Regions from separate parts of the Sus scrofa genome. Here all the other regions are linked to region 1. Evidence: chromatin contacts called from public HiChIP or PLAC-seq and promoter capture Hi-C data. All regions are on one chromosome and are shown on one strand. The core of a region is the stretch at or near the end of the contact, and the rest is flanking DNA. Distances in the headings are between cores, read along the strand shown. Region 1 holds the start of LOC102167351 (zinc finger protein 709-like). Region 2 holds the start of WDR83 (WD repeat domain-containing protein 83). Region 3 holds the start of MAN2B1 (lysosomal alpha-mannosidase).

Region 1 (4,897 bases), core at 1,222-3,721:
TACATACACAAGTTACTACACGTGCACCCACACCGTGGATGCCAAAGTCAAGCCTATGTCTAGAAACAGGCCCCAGGAAAACACAATTAGAACCTCACAAAAGGCATCACTCCCCAGCCTCCGACAAGCCCCTCCTGCCACGTACAGCAGACCCCTGGCTTCCTAGGTCTGTAGCTTCTCTCAGGTAAAAAGGTTTCTTCCATAGCAGGTGTTTGCACTCGCAGGCAGAGAGGCTCCGCAGAAGAATCAACTAGGCTTTCAAGTACTTCCCTTGCAGGGTCAGGTTACCTTAGAGACACTGACTTCAGGTCTCTGCTTCCCAGCTAGTTGCCCTGGACCAGCATTAATACCTTAAATACACACACCCGGTATTCGAACAATCCACTAAAAATCACCAAAACCCAGTATTTGGGTATAAAAGACGAACGAAAACTGCAAGGCATTTTGTCAATTTAGCAACAACCCCCGCTCCCGCAATATCCATTCATTTCAGAAAATAAATGTCAGTTGATTATTATTTTCGTGGCAAGAAACTGGAAAACAACTGTAATCCAACACACTTCTGGATATGGAAGCATAGCTCTGATATTGCATTTGAAATCACCCAAAAGAGAAAAACAGATCTTTAACTACACTCAATCATGGGGTGAAAGAAAAAAAAAAGAAACCTAAAATTTTTAAAATGGAATGTAATTTTCCAATCTATTGATTAAATACATTTTATATTTACCTGAAAAAAGGAGACTTAAAAAAGAGAACCAAATCACAAACTCAGGGACAGGCAGGGCTACCTGGAACTGTGATGAAAAGACAAACCACCCAGCAGTTTCCAAAAAGGAATCTCTACCCAAAGGACTCAAATAGGATGGCTGTGCCCAGGAAAGATTCTGGGGGTGGGGCTTCTATACAAGGTAGTTCCAGGTGATTAGCACCTGATTTCTTCTCCTGGAAATTATGCGCAGGCAAAAAACAAAAAGCCATCCATGGCTCCGTGCAGAAATGATAAGCAAAATAGTGCCCACTTTTTTTTTTTTTTTTTGGCTTTTTAGGGCAGCAGTGCGGCATACGAAGTTCCCAGGCTAGGGGAGAACTGGAGCTGTAAATGCAGGCCTAAGAGGTAGCCACGGAGCTCCGCGTAAAGAAGTTAATAAGGAAGCTATGAATAGGAGAGGGAAGATCTGGAAACTTCAAGACATTTCTTGCCAGCCCTGGGAGAAACTGGTCTTGGCGGGGGCGGAGGGGAGGGTCGTGGATATGAGACCCTGCTCCTCAAACTTGAAAAAGCGAAGAGGGCAAACGGGTCTCCCGGGAAGAAAGAAGGGACAGGGGACCCCACAGACCACAGCTCCTCCACGCACCAACCTCGGAGACCGAGTTTCCGCTGCCCCAGTGACCTTTTGCGGTCACAGCACAACTTAGAGCAAAAACCGCCGCACCCGGACTGCTGGCCCTGGCCCCACGCTGCGCCCCGCCCCCGCCCCCGCGGACTGGGTACCCAGGTCCGCCGCGGGGAAGCCAGGGTGTGCTCATGGCCGATACTGGGTCCCACAACTCACCATGTTTCCGTTTCTCCGGTTCCAGGTCGTCCACCACCACGACTCCCAGCCGGCAAGCGCGGGTCACAATGACAGAGGAGGTGACAGACTCATCTGAGGCAGTTAAGTGGACCCAGTTTGGCTTCCGGCCGCTACAGCCAGTTGGTGGCAGCCCGCTCCACCCACACACGCACGCGCGCACAAGGAAGGTGTTCTTAACCCGCGAGTCCCCTGATTGGACAGTTCGCAAGGCCACACCCTCCCGGGCCTGTGTCACCGTAGGTTAGAGGGCGGATCTTGGAGCTGAGCTTGTGCCGGCAGCGGCAGGGAACTGGCTTTTCCACAGACCCTGCAATGAATCATAAGGCTTCACAGTTAGTTAAGGCGCTTAGAAGGTGATTCCCATCCACTATAAACATCAAACAAACCTAAAATCAAGCGCTCTGCGTAGATCTATCAAAGCATTGAGGTGACAGGGCGAACTGATCTCAGAGAGATAACAGTGAGTGATGGCTTAAAGCTATATCAGTTAAGAATCTCTGTTTAGGAATTGAATCTGGGCAGCCTGAATGAAAACCAGGAATCCTAGCTGATAGACCAGGGAGAGGCTGGGAGCAGAATTTCTCTGATTCTTGCCCTCTGTTGAAAGCAATACTTTTTCAAGGAGGCAAGGACAGAAAAAACCAGTACGAAGCCTATTGTTAAGAGTCACAGTAAGACATGGGGAAGAGCACACAGAGGAGTAATTTATTTAAGTCAGAAGCAAAGTAGTAATACACTCCTAAAAGAGGAGTGTGGGTGTGGGCCGCCTCCTGAGTTAGCACACCAGAGAGGTGATTTAAATCACTTACACAGCACAGTTCTTGTGGGTCTTTGTTGACCTTTGGCCATCATCTTGTTCTATTTCTCACACTTGACCAGACCCAGGCTCACCTCCCCAATTCTTCCCCTACCCCTCCACATGCATGCACATCTTTTGGCAAAGATGGACTCCAGAGCAAGGGGTTCTGGGATGGTTGCAGGACTTATTATGGCCTGGAGCCCCCATCCCCTTTTGACCCCTAGGAGTCTAACTGTGCATGTGTAATTGGGGAGCTCTCCTTGACCCCAGGAGTGACTGAAATGGTCATCTTATCTTTCTACTCCAGCAGAGCTCAGCTCCTGCCACTAACTTTCTCCTTGAGGTGTCAAAGAGAAACAAGGCCCAATTTACTCAGCCTGACAAGTCCCAGCTGTTCGCAGCCCAGGGGCCCAGCTACCGCCTACCTCAAAACCACTGCCTCCAAAATCTGAAAGCAAGACAGAAAAGGAGCTCTTCTGAAATATGCCCCACATACTCTATTCTGCTCGACAAGGCCTGTACTCCAAAGATTCTCGTTCACCCAAAATCTAACCACTGGGATTTTGCTACAGCCTAACTGGCCTAGTGGGAGGGAAACTGCCACCCTGGCAACTTGCTTCCTCTAGCCTTTCTGCCTCACCTAAGGTGGGGGTGGTCGTGGCTACTCAGAAACACTTGTGGGGTTGCTAGGTTATTTTCCCCTCCTGACAGTAAACCTGAAGTGTGTTTTGCCAAAGCGCTTATTCAACTCTCTAAAACCAACTGGGTGGCTGGCCTACAATTCAATTCAGTTCTCACCAAGAACTCACCAGAGTTCAGTTCAGATGCCACAGTATAACGGCTCAGTCCCACGAGACTGCCCGCATGTCAGATGCCAGCAGCAAATGGGGTGGGGGTGGGCTGGGGGCAGCCTACGCACATTTCTTTGTGGCCCACTACAAATTCGGAGGCTCCTTGAACGCATCCTCACGTTTGTTAATTCTCTAGAATGACCTGCAGAATGAAGGAAACCACTTTTCTTATTATTGCCCGGTTGTTGTAACAGATACAAGTCAGGAACAGCCAAATGGCAAAAGGGGGCCCAGGGCAAAGTGGTGGTCAGGGCTAGGGAGCCTCCAGACCTTCTCCAGGCATGACGGCCTCCCAGCACACGATGTGCTCACTAACCTCGATCTCTCTGATCCCCAAGGTTGAGAGGTTTTCACGGAGTTTCCTTACATAGGCATGACTGGTTAACTCATTGACCACTGGTGATTAACTCCATCTCCAGCCCCTTCTTTCTCCCCAGAGATTGGGAACTCGGCTGAGAGTTCTAAGTCTCTAATCAAAGCTTGGTTTCCTAGCGACCAACCCCATCCTGAAGCCATCTGGGGGCCTGGAAACAATTGGCTCATGAGAACATAAGATGCTCCTATCACCCTTATCACTCAGAAAGGCTTTATTTACTAGGATCAAAATTTTTCTTCTTATATCACAGAAGGTCACAGCCCAAGGACACAGGGCCATTAAAATATTGAGACCAAGGAGTTCCTGCTGTGTTTCAGCAGGTTACAAACCTGATTAGTATCCAAGAGGATATGGGTTCGATCCCTGGCCTCACTTAGGGGGTTAAGGATCCAGGGTTGCTGTGAGCTGTGGTGTAGGTCACAGATTTGACTTGGCTCCCAAGTTGCTGTGGCCGTGGCATATGGTAGCACCTCCAGTCCTGATTCCACCCCTAGCCTGGGAACTTCCACATGCTGCAGGTGCAGCCCTAAAAAGAAAAAGCTTACTGAGACCAAATCATGGGTGTTTAGAACATTCCTTCTCTACCCTCAACATACCAGTACATCAAGAAAATTTCTGTTTAATAACAGTGGGAAACACTGAAAGAACTGTAAGTTTCAGAATTTCTTTAAGTCTCTATAGTGTCCTCAGAGATGACATGGGAGACAAAAACGAGGAACCTGAGGATATGTTGGCCACTGACAGTTACAAGAAACAATCAATACAGCCTAACCATCAGGTAGACATAAAACCTTACACTAAAGGCCTATTTACTTCAGTTCCTTTTTACAGTACATCATGTCTCATATTCAACAAAAAATTAAAAAGACACAAATACTTTTAAAATTTTTCTTCAGGAAAGAGGATGAACAAAAGAACTTGATTTAGATGTAGCAGATATCTTACAATTATTAGTCCAGATGCTTGAAGCAACAATGATTATGCTAAAGGCCCTGATAGAACTAGTGGATATGTGCAAGAACAGTCAGGGAAGGTATGCAGAAATAGAAACTCTTAAGAAAAAAAACAAAAGAGAAATTTAAGACACGTGAAGCCTACAAAGAGAATAGCAAAGAAGTGTACGTGGGGAGAGAGGGAGTGCTTATCAATGCAGTGGTAATGTGTGAGTAAAGAACTAGTGAGCTTGAGGAAATGTCAGTAGAACCTTTTGTTTTATGCAGGTCTTGGCCTATGAATAATCAGTGTTGTGGTTGGACCAGGTCTTGTGGTTCTTATTATGATTGCAAGTTGCCCT
Region 2 (4,897 bases), core at 1,733-4,232, 580 kb before region 1:
GGACTCACTCGCCCAGCAGCTCCCCTGTGTCCTTGTCTAGAAGCCGCAACGTGGAGTCCAAGCTGGACACCAGGGTGCACTGCCCGTCCCGGCTGAAGCAGGTGCAGGTGATGGGGCCTAGTGGGGAAGGGAGGGGCAGGCAGGCAGATCAGGTTGGGGTCTCCTGTGCTGCCCCCACCTTCCCTGTCTGCCCCGCAGCTCCAGCCATACTCACTGCCCACGTAGTCCGAGAAGAGTTGTCCCATCCTCAGGTCATAGCGCCTCACCCGGCCATCTACGGAGCTGTAACAAAGAGTGGATCCACCTGCAGCATTGCAGGGCCTAGTAGGTCCATGGCTCCAGCCTTGGTATCCCTGTACCCCCTCACCTTGCCAGGGCCCTGAGGGCAAGGCTGGGTGCCTGCCCTTCCTGGGTACCCTTTATGTCATGTCATGCTCAGGACTGGCCATGGAAAACATGCACTGCATGCACTGAAGTGAATTCATGAGTGGAATTCTGAGGCACTGGCTTTTTTTTTTTTTTTTTTGTCTTTTTGCCATTTCTTGGGCCGCTCCCATGGCATATGGAGGTTCCCAGGCTAGGGGTCAAATTGGAGCTGTAGCGCCGGCCTACGCCAGAGCCACGGCAACTCGGGATCCAAGCCGCGTCTGCAACCTACACCACAGCTCACAGCAACGTGGGATCCTTAACCCACTGAGCAAGGCCAGGGTTCGAACCTGCAACCTCATGGTTCCTAGTCGGATTTGTTAACCACTGCGCCACAACAGGAACTTCACTGGCTTTTTTTTTTTTTGTCATTTTTGGCTGGCCCAAAGCATATGGAGCTTTTGGGCCAGGGATCAGGTTGGAGCCACAGTCTTGACCTAAGCCACAGCTGCAGCAATGCCTGATCCCTAACTCACCATGCTGGGCCTGTGTCCCAGTGGCTCCCAAGATGCTGCCAATCCCATTGTGTCACAGCGGGAGCTCCCTGAGGCACTGGCTTTGAGACTCGGACCTAGGGGCCAACCAGGTCCCGTTCCATCTGTTTTGGATTTGTACCAAGCTCCCTCTCAGGGCCAGACCCCATGTGGGGGCTTGGGGACACAGGTGCTGCCAAGCCAGAGGCACTTGCTGCCAACATAGAGCCTTGATGACTGAGGGTAATCCCCGCCCTGAGGAGGTAGCATCTGAATTGGGACTTGGGGATGAGAAGGAGCCAACCGTTTGCAGTCCAAGTGGAGATGTGTGGGAAGTGGGCCAGCCCACAGGCTGTGCAGTCCAAATGCTCCCCCACCACTCAAGGTGTGAAATGACACTCAGGCTGTGGCAATGCTTAGGCAGCTCTGCGTGGTTTTTTTTTTTTTTTTTTTCAGTTGTTTGCCTCCTGTAGCTAGAATGTCGACTTTATGTGGGCAGGTGTTTTTCCTTATTTCCCTATCTTGTTCATTGCTGTATGCTCACTGACTAAAAAAGTGACCTGCAGGAGGTGTTCAGATATACTCTGAATGAGTAGCAGAGGGGCGGTCCAGGCAGAGGGAAGAGCAATTGCAAAAGGAGGTCCTGGGGTGGGAGCATGTGTGGCATATTTAACAGAAATGAGGCCAGGAATGAATAAAAGCTCAGAGTACAACAGGGACTAGACCATAGAGGGCCTTGTAAGCAAAGCGAGGAGAGCAGATTTTAATTTTCGGACAGAAGCAGCTACGATCCCTCCTGGCACCTGGGGAGGGGCAAGGTCCTGGCCCCACTCACCCTGCCAGGACTTCATGGTCCGACACCTTCACACTGGATATGCCATCCCTGGCTTCATCCAGCGTCTGTACTGGCTCAGGTTTCCGAGAGCGGCAGTCCCAGCAGCGCACACTGGAATCGATAGAGCCTGTGTGGTCAGCATGAAGGTGGATCAGGTTTGGGGGACAGAAGCAGCACCCTGGGCCCACCTGCCTAGGCCCCGCACTCACCAGACAGGATAACTGTGGCCTCTTCATTAAACTGCACTGTGTTCACCTTCTGTGAAATGGAACTGCTATTTAGAGAAGCTGGACTTTGGAGGATGGGGATAAAGGCAAGGGAAAAAGCTAGGGGTAGGGGAGGTGAAAGGTTTGTGGGGAACTACAAGGACAGGGCTTGGTAAGACGACCCTTGGGGAAGGGGAGGATCCTTGTGCTGTAACTGAGCAAATGGTGGTCCCTGTCACCACCTTCATGCAAATGACCATCCTCTCCAATTAGGCCACCTTCTTGCTTGCACTCACCCCAGCATGGCCCCGAAATTTTCGCACGACCTGCCCTGATGCCACATCCCACAGCACCACGGCCTTGTCCCCGCCGCCAGAACAGAGACTGCTGTTGTCAAAGGAGCTAGAGGGCAGAGGAGGGAAGGTTAACGTCGACCTCTGATCACAGCCTCAGCGCCCATATTCTGGCCTGGCCCTCAGCTCACCCGGCCGCGTCCAGCACCTCATAGCCGTGGCCGCTGTATGTCCGCAGTAGCGTCCCCCGCAGCGGGTTCCACAGTTTCAGGGTCTTGTCACTGCCGCAAGTCAGACAGTAATTGCCATCCACTGGGGAACACCAGGCAGGGGTTACTGGGTCTCCGATCTCAGGAGGAGGGAGGAGGACCCGGAATGAGATAAGGGCGCTCACCATTAAATCGCACGGCTCGCACAGCCCCCTGCCCGCAGTCCAATGTCTTCAACCGTTTCTGTGGCAGCTCCGGGCCACGTGGCTTTGGCTCAGGGAAAGCCATCGCACTCGGCTCCCTTCCTCGCCACCGAAGCTTTCCTTGCTCTGGGTGTAACCTTATTATTGTCCTCTATGGTCTACTTCCTATTTATCACTTCCGGATTCAATAGTTTCAGCTTTTTGGAGATAATATTGGGAATACTGAAGCCTGTTTCCAGTTTTCACTTTCTTTTCCCATTTCCTGTTTTCTAGGAATACTTTTGGCTTCCAATTCTTTCCCCTAGCTGGGAGAGTTCCGGCCCCCGCCGTTAGGAACGGAAGCACGAGGGCTGAGGGCGTTACTCCAAAAGCCTTCCTCCGTTTCCACATCGGAAGCTGCCAGAAGCTGCGACACCCGCAGCGGAAGAGGCGCGACTTCTGACTCGCTATGTCCGCTAACAGTATGTCGGACCCACGGAGGCCTAACAAAGTGCTGAGGTGAGGATCCTAGTTGTCATGGTGTTAAAAAAACGAAAAACAGCTGTAAATTTTAAGTTTCTAATTGGCTTTATCAAACGATTCATGGATTGGGCAGTATCCCATCTAGCAAGGGGGGGAAGGGGCTCTTAAGGGCTACGGAAATGGAAAGTTTTTTGAAGGCAGGGCAAGGAAGTCATAAGAAAAAAGGATTATTTTAGATTAAGTCACTTCCTTTTTGGGGAAAAAAGGGTCTTATTAGGTGATGGTTACCTCGTCTTCTTTTTGGGGGATGGAGACGGGAGAGGCACTCTGTAACAGACTAATGCGTTTGGTGCTGATCAGAAAAATACTGAGTGAACTCTTAAAACTACATTTTTTTGGAGGAGGTTGAAGCTTCAATTAAGTTAGGTATTAGGCCCTGCTTTGGTGGCTTGGCCCTAGTCCAAGTGACTCCGTTTTGGGCCTGTGGTTTTTTTTTTTTAAACAGTGCCCCTCTTTTGATTGGACTCTCAGCTTGACTGAGAGGTGTAATCAAAACTTAAGGCTTGGAAAGATAAAAAAAAAAAGAAATAAAATTTAAAAAAAAGGCTTGAGGAGTTCCCTTGTGGCTCAGTGGGTTAAGGATTTGTCTCTGCAGCAGCTAGGGTTGTTGCTGTGGCGCCTGTTTGATCTCTGGCCCAGAAACTTCCACATGGGGGCGAGGGTGGCCCAACCAAACCAACAAATAAAAAAACACTTCAGGTGTGAGAGCCATTACCCACTGCTGTGTTTGAGGTTATTGTAGTTTTTGTTGTTCCTTTGCATGGTGTTCATAGGTTTTTATATTTTTGCTTAACCTCTGTGATATTCACAGGTCCTGACTGGCTTCAGGTTCACCATCTTTAAGTTGGTCATTCTCTTGTTCCTTTTCTGATGTTTTAGGGAGATATTCTGCTTGGTGGTTAGCGGCTGTGAATATACATTTAAAGCTCTTGAGAGAATATGGTGCACCAGGGAGATTATTATGATTAAAATAAACAGGATAATTTGCAGTGTTTGGAGTGCGCTTTGGAGCTGTGGTCCTCAGCACTCAAACCAGTCAAAATTAAAATATATCAAAGAGTATCCCATTGAAGGAGTCACTTTTTTTTTTTTTTTTTTTTTTTTTTTTTGGCTTTTTAGGGCCACACCTCTAGCATATGGAAATTCCCAGGCTAGGAGTCAAATCAGAGCTGCAGCTGCTGGCCTGCACCACAGCCACAGCAACGCCAGATCCTTAACCCACAGATCCTTAACCCACTGAGCCAGGCCAGGGATTGAATCCGCATCCTTATGGATACTAGTCCTGTTTGTTCCACTGAGCCACAACAGGAACTCCCCCCGCCCTTTTTTTTTTTTTTTTTTTTTTTTTTTTGCTAGGAGTCAACTTAAGCAAACTGGCTTGCTCAGTGCTTTTACATAATTGAGGTTCTTTTCTTCTTTTTTGAAAATTGTTTATTTCATTGGAGTATAGTTGACTTACAATGCTGTGTTAGTTTCAGGTGTGTAGCAAAGTAATCAGTTATACACATACTTATAGCAATTTTTTTAAAAAACTTTTTGCTCATATGGGTTATTATGAAACTGAGTTTCAACTTCCCCAGAAGAGTTAATCCAGGCGCAGCAGGTGGTGTTGGTCACAGCACAGACACTCCTTGCTCAGCTAAAAGATAACCAAGGTTGGAGTTCCTGCTATGGCACAACAGGATCGGCTGCATCTTGGGAGTGCTGGGTCACAGGTTCCATCTCTGGCC
Region 3 (4,897 bases), core at 1,508-4,007, 560 kb before region 1:
CCTGTGTGACAGACTACATTAGTGCAGATCAGAAAACTCCTGACTGACCAGTTAAGACTACATTTCTGGAGGAGGCTGAAGCTCCAGTTAAGTTTAAGTGGATTGATCTAGCATAAGTGACTCCATTTTTGGCCTGTGGTTTTCCTTATTTATTTATTCATTTATTTATTTGTCTTTTGTCTTTTTAGGGCTGCACCTGTGGAATGTGGAAGTTCGCAGGCTAGGGGTCAAATTGGAGCTGTAGCAGCTGGCCTACAGCTACATCAGATCCAAGCTGCGTCTTTGACCTACACCACAGCTGATGGCAATGGTGGATCCTTAACCCACTGAGCGAGGCCAGGGATCGAACCCACAACTTCATGGTTCCTAGTTGGGTTCGTTAACCACTTAACCATGACAGGGACTCCTGTGGCTTTATTTTTAACAGTGGGAATGGGCCTCAGGTTGTGGGTTGGGAGCCCAAGGGAGTACCTGCCCATCCTGGGAGTGGACCTTGAGCACCCCTGACCCTGAACCTGCTGCAGGTACAAACCCCCGCCCAGTGAGTGTAACCCAGCCTTGGATGACCCAACACCAGACTACATGAACCTGCTTGGCATGATCTTCAGCATGTGTGGCCTCATGCTCAAGGTGGGCAGGGCTGTTTCCTTCCAGGTAGCTCTACCTGGCACTGGGGAAGGGATGGATTCAGAATGAAGCAGGGCCAGCACTGAGGGGTCAGGGCTGGGGTGATGCTGGGTGAAGAAAGCCAGAGCTCTGGGGGAAGCCAAGGGTCTGGGTCAGGGTAGGTACATGGGAGATTGGTCTGAGGATGGGGCCAGGTTTTAAAGCATCTTGGAGGGGACTGGTGGAAAAAAGGTGGGGTCCTTAGTGTGATGGGGGATGTCAAGGGCCATTCTCCTTAGGCCTGAGGGGATGTGGGGTCAGACATGCAGGACAAGGGAGTAGGACCAGTGCTTTGGTACCGGAGTTAGCTATGGGGGCCTGGGACTGTGGGACTTTGTGGGGCAAGGTTTGAGCTGCACCAGGTGGACTTGGGGTTGGCACTGGTGCCTGGGAATGGCCCTTATGTGGGCTCATTAGGGTGCCTCTCACTGACCTAACCCATCCATCCACTTACCTCTCCCAGCTGAAGTGGTGCGCTTGGGTTGCCGTCTACTGTTCCTTCATCAGCTTTGCCAACTCCCGGAGCTCTGAGGACACTAAACAGATGATGAGTAGCTTCATGTGAGCCTGGGCCTGGAGAGGGAGGGACTCCTGGGTAAGGGGAGGGGATCCCCAAGCCTATCCATCCTGGACTGACTCCTCTCTCCTGTCTCAGGCTGTCCATCTCTGCTGTGGTGATGTCGTATCTGCAGAACCCTCAGCCCATGACGCCCCCCTGGTGATGTCAGCCTAGAGGGGTCCCATCCTGGACCCCTCTGTCCACCTTGCCCTAGGCCTGGGCCTTGGCTACTCAGTCTCTGGCCCTCAACTGCAGTCCTGGGCTTCTCTGGGTGAGGTAGTCTCAGGGCCAGCAGGTGGATGGAGGGAACTTGGCTCTGTCCCTGGGATCCCACTTCTGCTGAGGCAGCGAGGGGAATTGCATAGGCCAACCCACTCCTGCCTGCCTTCCCCACCCTGCCTGCTGCTGGGGGAGGTGCTGTCCATGTTTCCAATCATTTTCATGTTGAAACCAGTTAATAAAGTTTTGCATTCTGGATGTTCTCTGTGACCTCACTCTCCGGTGCATTGTGGGTGCTTGTCTTAGCAGGGGGAAGGGCTCCAGTTCTTCCACTCTGTCAGACCTTGGGTGGGAGCCTTAGTTTGGAGACTTCAGGGTAGTTTTCTTATTTCACACGCCTCCAGCCCTAAGTCCCCTGCCAGAGACAGAACAGTGATCTTTGCCCTCTGGCAGCAGGGCTAATCTGAGGAATCTGGGCTTTGGTTTTCTTTCTTTTTTCTTTTTTTTTTTGCCTTTTCTAGGGTAGCTTCCTGCTGCATATGGAGGTTCCCAGGCTGGGGTCTAATCGGAGCTGTAGCTTCCAGTCTACGCCATAGCCACAGCAATGCGGGATCCAAGCCGCGTCTGCGACCACAGCTCACAGCAACACCGGATCCTTAACCCACTGGGCAAGGCCAGGGATCGAACCTGCAACCTCCTGGTTCCTAGTCGGATTTGTTAACCACTGCGCCACAATGGGAACTCCTGGGCTTTGGTTTTCTTATCAGGGGAATGGGGGTACTGTAAGCAAGTCAGATGTACTGGTAGGGACCAGGGAAGGCAAGAAAAACCGTTTTCCCTTACCTGTGAAGTTCTCACTCTCCTCTCCAGAGGACATCCGTGTCTCTCCCAAGGCTGGATGCCACCCCTCCCCAGCGCTGTAAGAGGCAATTCCTTTACTCAATGTCTCAATCCGTAGGACAGAAAAGGGCACCCATTAACCTCTGCTCCTGGCCAAGCTAGGTTCCTGGCGGACCCTAGCCCTGAAGGTCAACGGCATACCCTAGGATTCTACGCACATATTTTACTTCCAAGGCAAACCCCAGCACCCGTAGGAAAATCTGAGACCCCTGCTCCTACCTCCAAGGAAGCAGCTAGACTAAAACATTTTCTGAGGAAACCAGCGCCGGGAGGGGCTACACACACCCAGGGCCTCGCTGTACTCCTAGGCCCCCAGGGTACCCAGAGCTACTATCTCCGTCTCGTGACTCTCTAGGCCACACCCTAGCCCCGCCCTCGCTGGCACCCATTGGTCAAGCCGAATCCTGGGGGCGGGGCCTTTGCTGAGCCTAGGCCCGGCACGGGAAACCCCTGGAGGCAGTGGCGGCCGCAGCAGAGCCATGGTTGCCGAGGCGCGGTTTTGGGGGGTCCGCGCTGGTGGCGGCCAGGACGAGGCGGGGTCCCGGAAGCGCTCCGGCGCGCTGCAGCCACCGCTCCCGCCTTTCTCCTTCCTTTTTTTGTTGTTGCTGGCGGCGCACGGCGTTTGGGCCGCCGGATACCAGGTGAGCGTGGGCCCGCGAGCGGAAATGTCCTTCAACTTCCAGAGTGAAGCTCCCAGTAGGATTCGGGTCTGTGGGTGGCTCAGTTCTGTGGTGACTAGTGACTGGTTGCTAATATGACAGCATGGTCTGAGCATATGCTTGGTGTCATTGAGAGGTCTGGCTGTGTGTGTCTGAGAATGGCGCTGTCTGTATCTGCCTCCCTTGCTTCTGCGGGTTGGCTTACCTGGACTCTGCATACATTTACCGTTGCTGAAGATTGGCCTCTGTCCACCGTTGCCTAATAGAAACTCAGAGACAGAGTTTTGGGTGAAGGAGAAAAAAAATAGCTTTATTGCTTTGCCAGGCAAAGGAGGGTCACAGCAGGCTAATACCCTAAAGACTGTGCCCTCCCAATGCCATTGGAAAGAATTGCTAGGAGTTTTATAGTAAAAAGAAGGAAGACAGATTTTCAAATAGGAATCAAGGATTGGAACAAACATGCATTCTTCTTTCTTTGGGGGGGATCTTAGTCTTCAAAGCTGGAGTCAGGAGATATCAGCATGATCACAATGGTGGTCTTCTGGGTTGTCGCCTAGAAAAACAGTACTTGGGAAAAGGGTATATTGATCAGAGATTAGAACAAACTAGGGAAGTTCCTGAAAAAAAATCATGTGCTAATAATATTTAATCCACAGGCAATTGTGCTCAGGACGCTTAATCTTTAGTTTACCTGTGACTGTTTAGGGTGCAGTTAAGCCAGGGAGAAGGACAAGGAAAGACTCTAAGCTGTTCAATTTTAAAGTGTTCATTTCTAAAAGAAGCATAAGTAATATAACTTTTCTCTTAAGCGTATAAGATGCCTATATTATTATGTGTATCCCTTGAGAGGGAACCAGGATCCTGTCCCAAGGCTGTACTATTTTTTCTTGACTGTTCCTCCCTTGTCTTTGTATCTCCTTGCTTCCCTGTTCGGCAACTGTCTGAACCTCCCTGGTAACTCAGGGAGGGTTATGGAAGCTGAATGAGGCTAATTTCTTAAGAACAAGAAATGGGGGGCACAGAAAGGCTTTTGTGCCCAAGAGCCCCACAAGGCCCTGCTCAGTTACATTACCTGTGTGATTGGGTGTGAGCCAGCTACTAGCTATGTGTGTGGCCTGGGGGCTTGTTGAGAGCTGGGAGTCTGCCTGAAATTGCAGTCTGGCTCTTTCACTTCCTGGCTACATGACCTTACCCAAACACTTACCCTCTCTGATCCTCAGTGTCTGAAAACAGGAAATATTGTCCCCGAACCCCAGGGTGGCTGCTTGGTATTTGCAAATGTTTAAGAAACATTACCTACTACTATTTCTCCAGGGTGTGAATGAGAGGTGCTCTAAGAAATGGTGCCATTGGGAGTTGCATCTGTGACATAATTATGTGTCCTTCCTGGGAGGGCCTGGACCCACTTCAGTCTCTTGCCTCTAAATCAAGACTTACCTTGTGTCCTCTCCAACCCCCCACTGCAGCCTGCCTCTTAACCTTGGGGTTACTGACAAAGTATATGAGAGTGTGTTTGGGGTCCCTATGCAGACATGCCCCAAGGTGGAGCCGGACATGCTGAACGTGCACCTGGTGGCCCACACACATGATGACGTGGGCTGGCTCAAGACTGTGGACCAGTACTTTTATGGCAGTGAGTAGAGGGTGGGGACTGACCGCCGGGACTCCTATGGCTCCTCAGAGCCCCTCAAATCCTTTTTTAGTTCTGGGCAATAGGGTGATGCCCAGCTTGGGCTTCTGTGTCTAAGAAGATTGCCCTTGGAATTCCTGTCATGGCTCAGTAGGTTATGAACCCGATTAGTATCCCTGAGGATGCAGGTTTGGTCCCTGGCCTCACTCAGTGGGCTAAGGATCCGGCATTGCCCTGAGCTGTGGTGTAGGTGGCAGATGCAGT

What was found. Promoter capture Hi-C pulls out the DNA fragments that hold promoters and counts their contacts. HiChIP or PLAC-seq counts read pairs in DNA pulled down with a chosen protein or histone mark.
Region 2: a contact with region 1 is called in a promoter capture Hi-C map of liver, with 5 times the contacts expected there. The contact joins the promoter of WDR83 here to the promoter of LOC102167351 in region 1. A contact is called at or near these places in 1 of 5 promoter capture datasets (liver) and 1 of 2 datasets of contacts at active chromatin or transcription factors (alveolar macrophages).
Region 3: an H3K27ac HiChIP or PLAC-seq map of alveolar macrophages shows a contact between it and region 1. The contact joins the promoter of MAN2B1 here to the promoter of LOC102167351 in region 1. A contact is called at or near these places in 2 of 5 promoter capture datasets (fetal skeletal muscle and liver) and 1 of 2 datasets of contacts at active chromatin or transcription factors (alveolar macrophages).

What each region holds. Positions count from the first base shown.
Region 1 is chr2:66,889,007-66,893,903 of Sscrofa11.1, forward strand. It overlaps LOC102167351 (zinc finger protein 709-like), which reads right to left and starts at 2,472. Exons shown (of 5, transcript XM_021083749.1): 1 at 1,557-2,472.
Region 2 is chr2:66,309,857-66,314,753 of Sscrofa11.1, forward strand. WDR83 (WD repeat domain-containing protein 83) reads right to left here and starts at 2,983. Exons shown (of 9, transcript XM_003123321.6): 1 at 2,628-2,983; 2 at 2,425-2,545; 3 at 2,237-2,342; 4 at 1,944-1,992; 5 at 1,735-1,861; 6 at 215-282; 7 at 9-117. The coding sequence starts at 2,730. It overlaps WDR83OS (WD repeat domain 83 opposite strand), which reads left to right and starts at 3,064. Exons shown (of 4, transcript NM_001001645.1): 1 at 3,064-3,143. The coding sequence starts at 3,094. It overlaps LOC100736972 (a long non-coding RNA gene), which reads right to left. Exons shown (of 6, transcript XR_002341622.1): 6 at 4,584-4,897.
Region 3 is chr2:66,326,294-66,331,190 of Sscrofa11.1, forward strand. MAN2B1 (lysosomal alpha-mannosidase) reads left to right here and starts at 2,758. Exons shown (of 24, transcript XM_003123314.4): 1 at 2,758-2,985; 2 at 4,534-4,636. The coding sequence starts at 2,824. It overlaps WDR83OS (WD repeat domain 83 opposite strand), which reads left to right. Exons shown (of 4, transcript NM_001001645.1): 2 at 525-630; 3 at 1,130-1,227; 4 at 1,322-1,702. The coding sequence ends at 1,388. It overlaps LOC100736972 (a long non-coding RNA gene), which reads right to left and starts at 2,718. Exons shown (of 6, transcript XR_002341622.1): 1 at 2,564-2,718; 2 at 2,288-2,361; 3 at 1,121-1,202.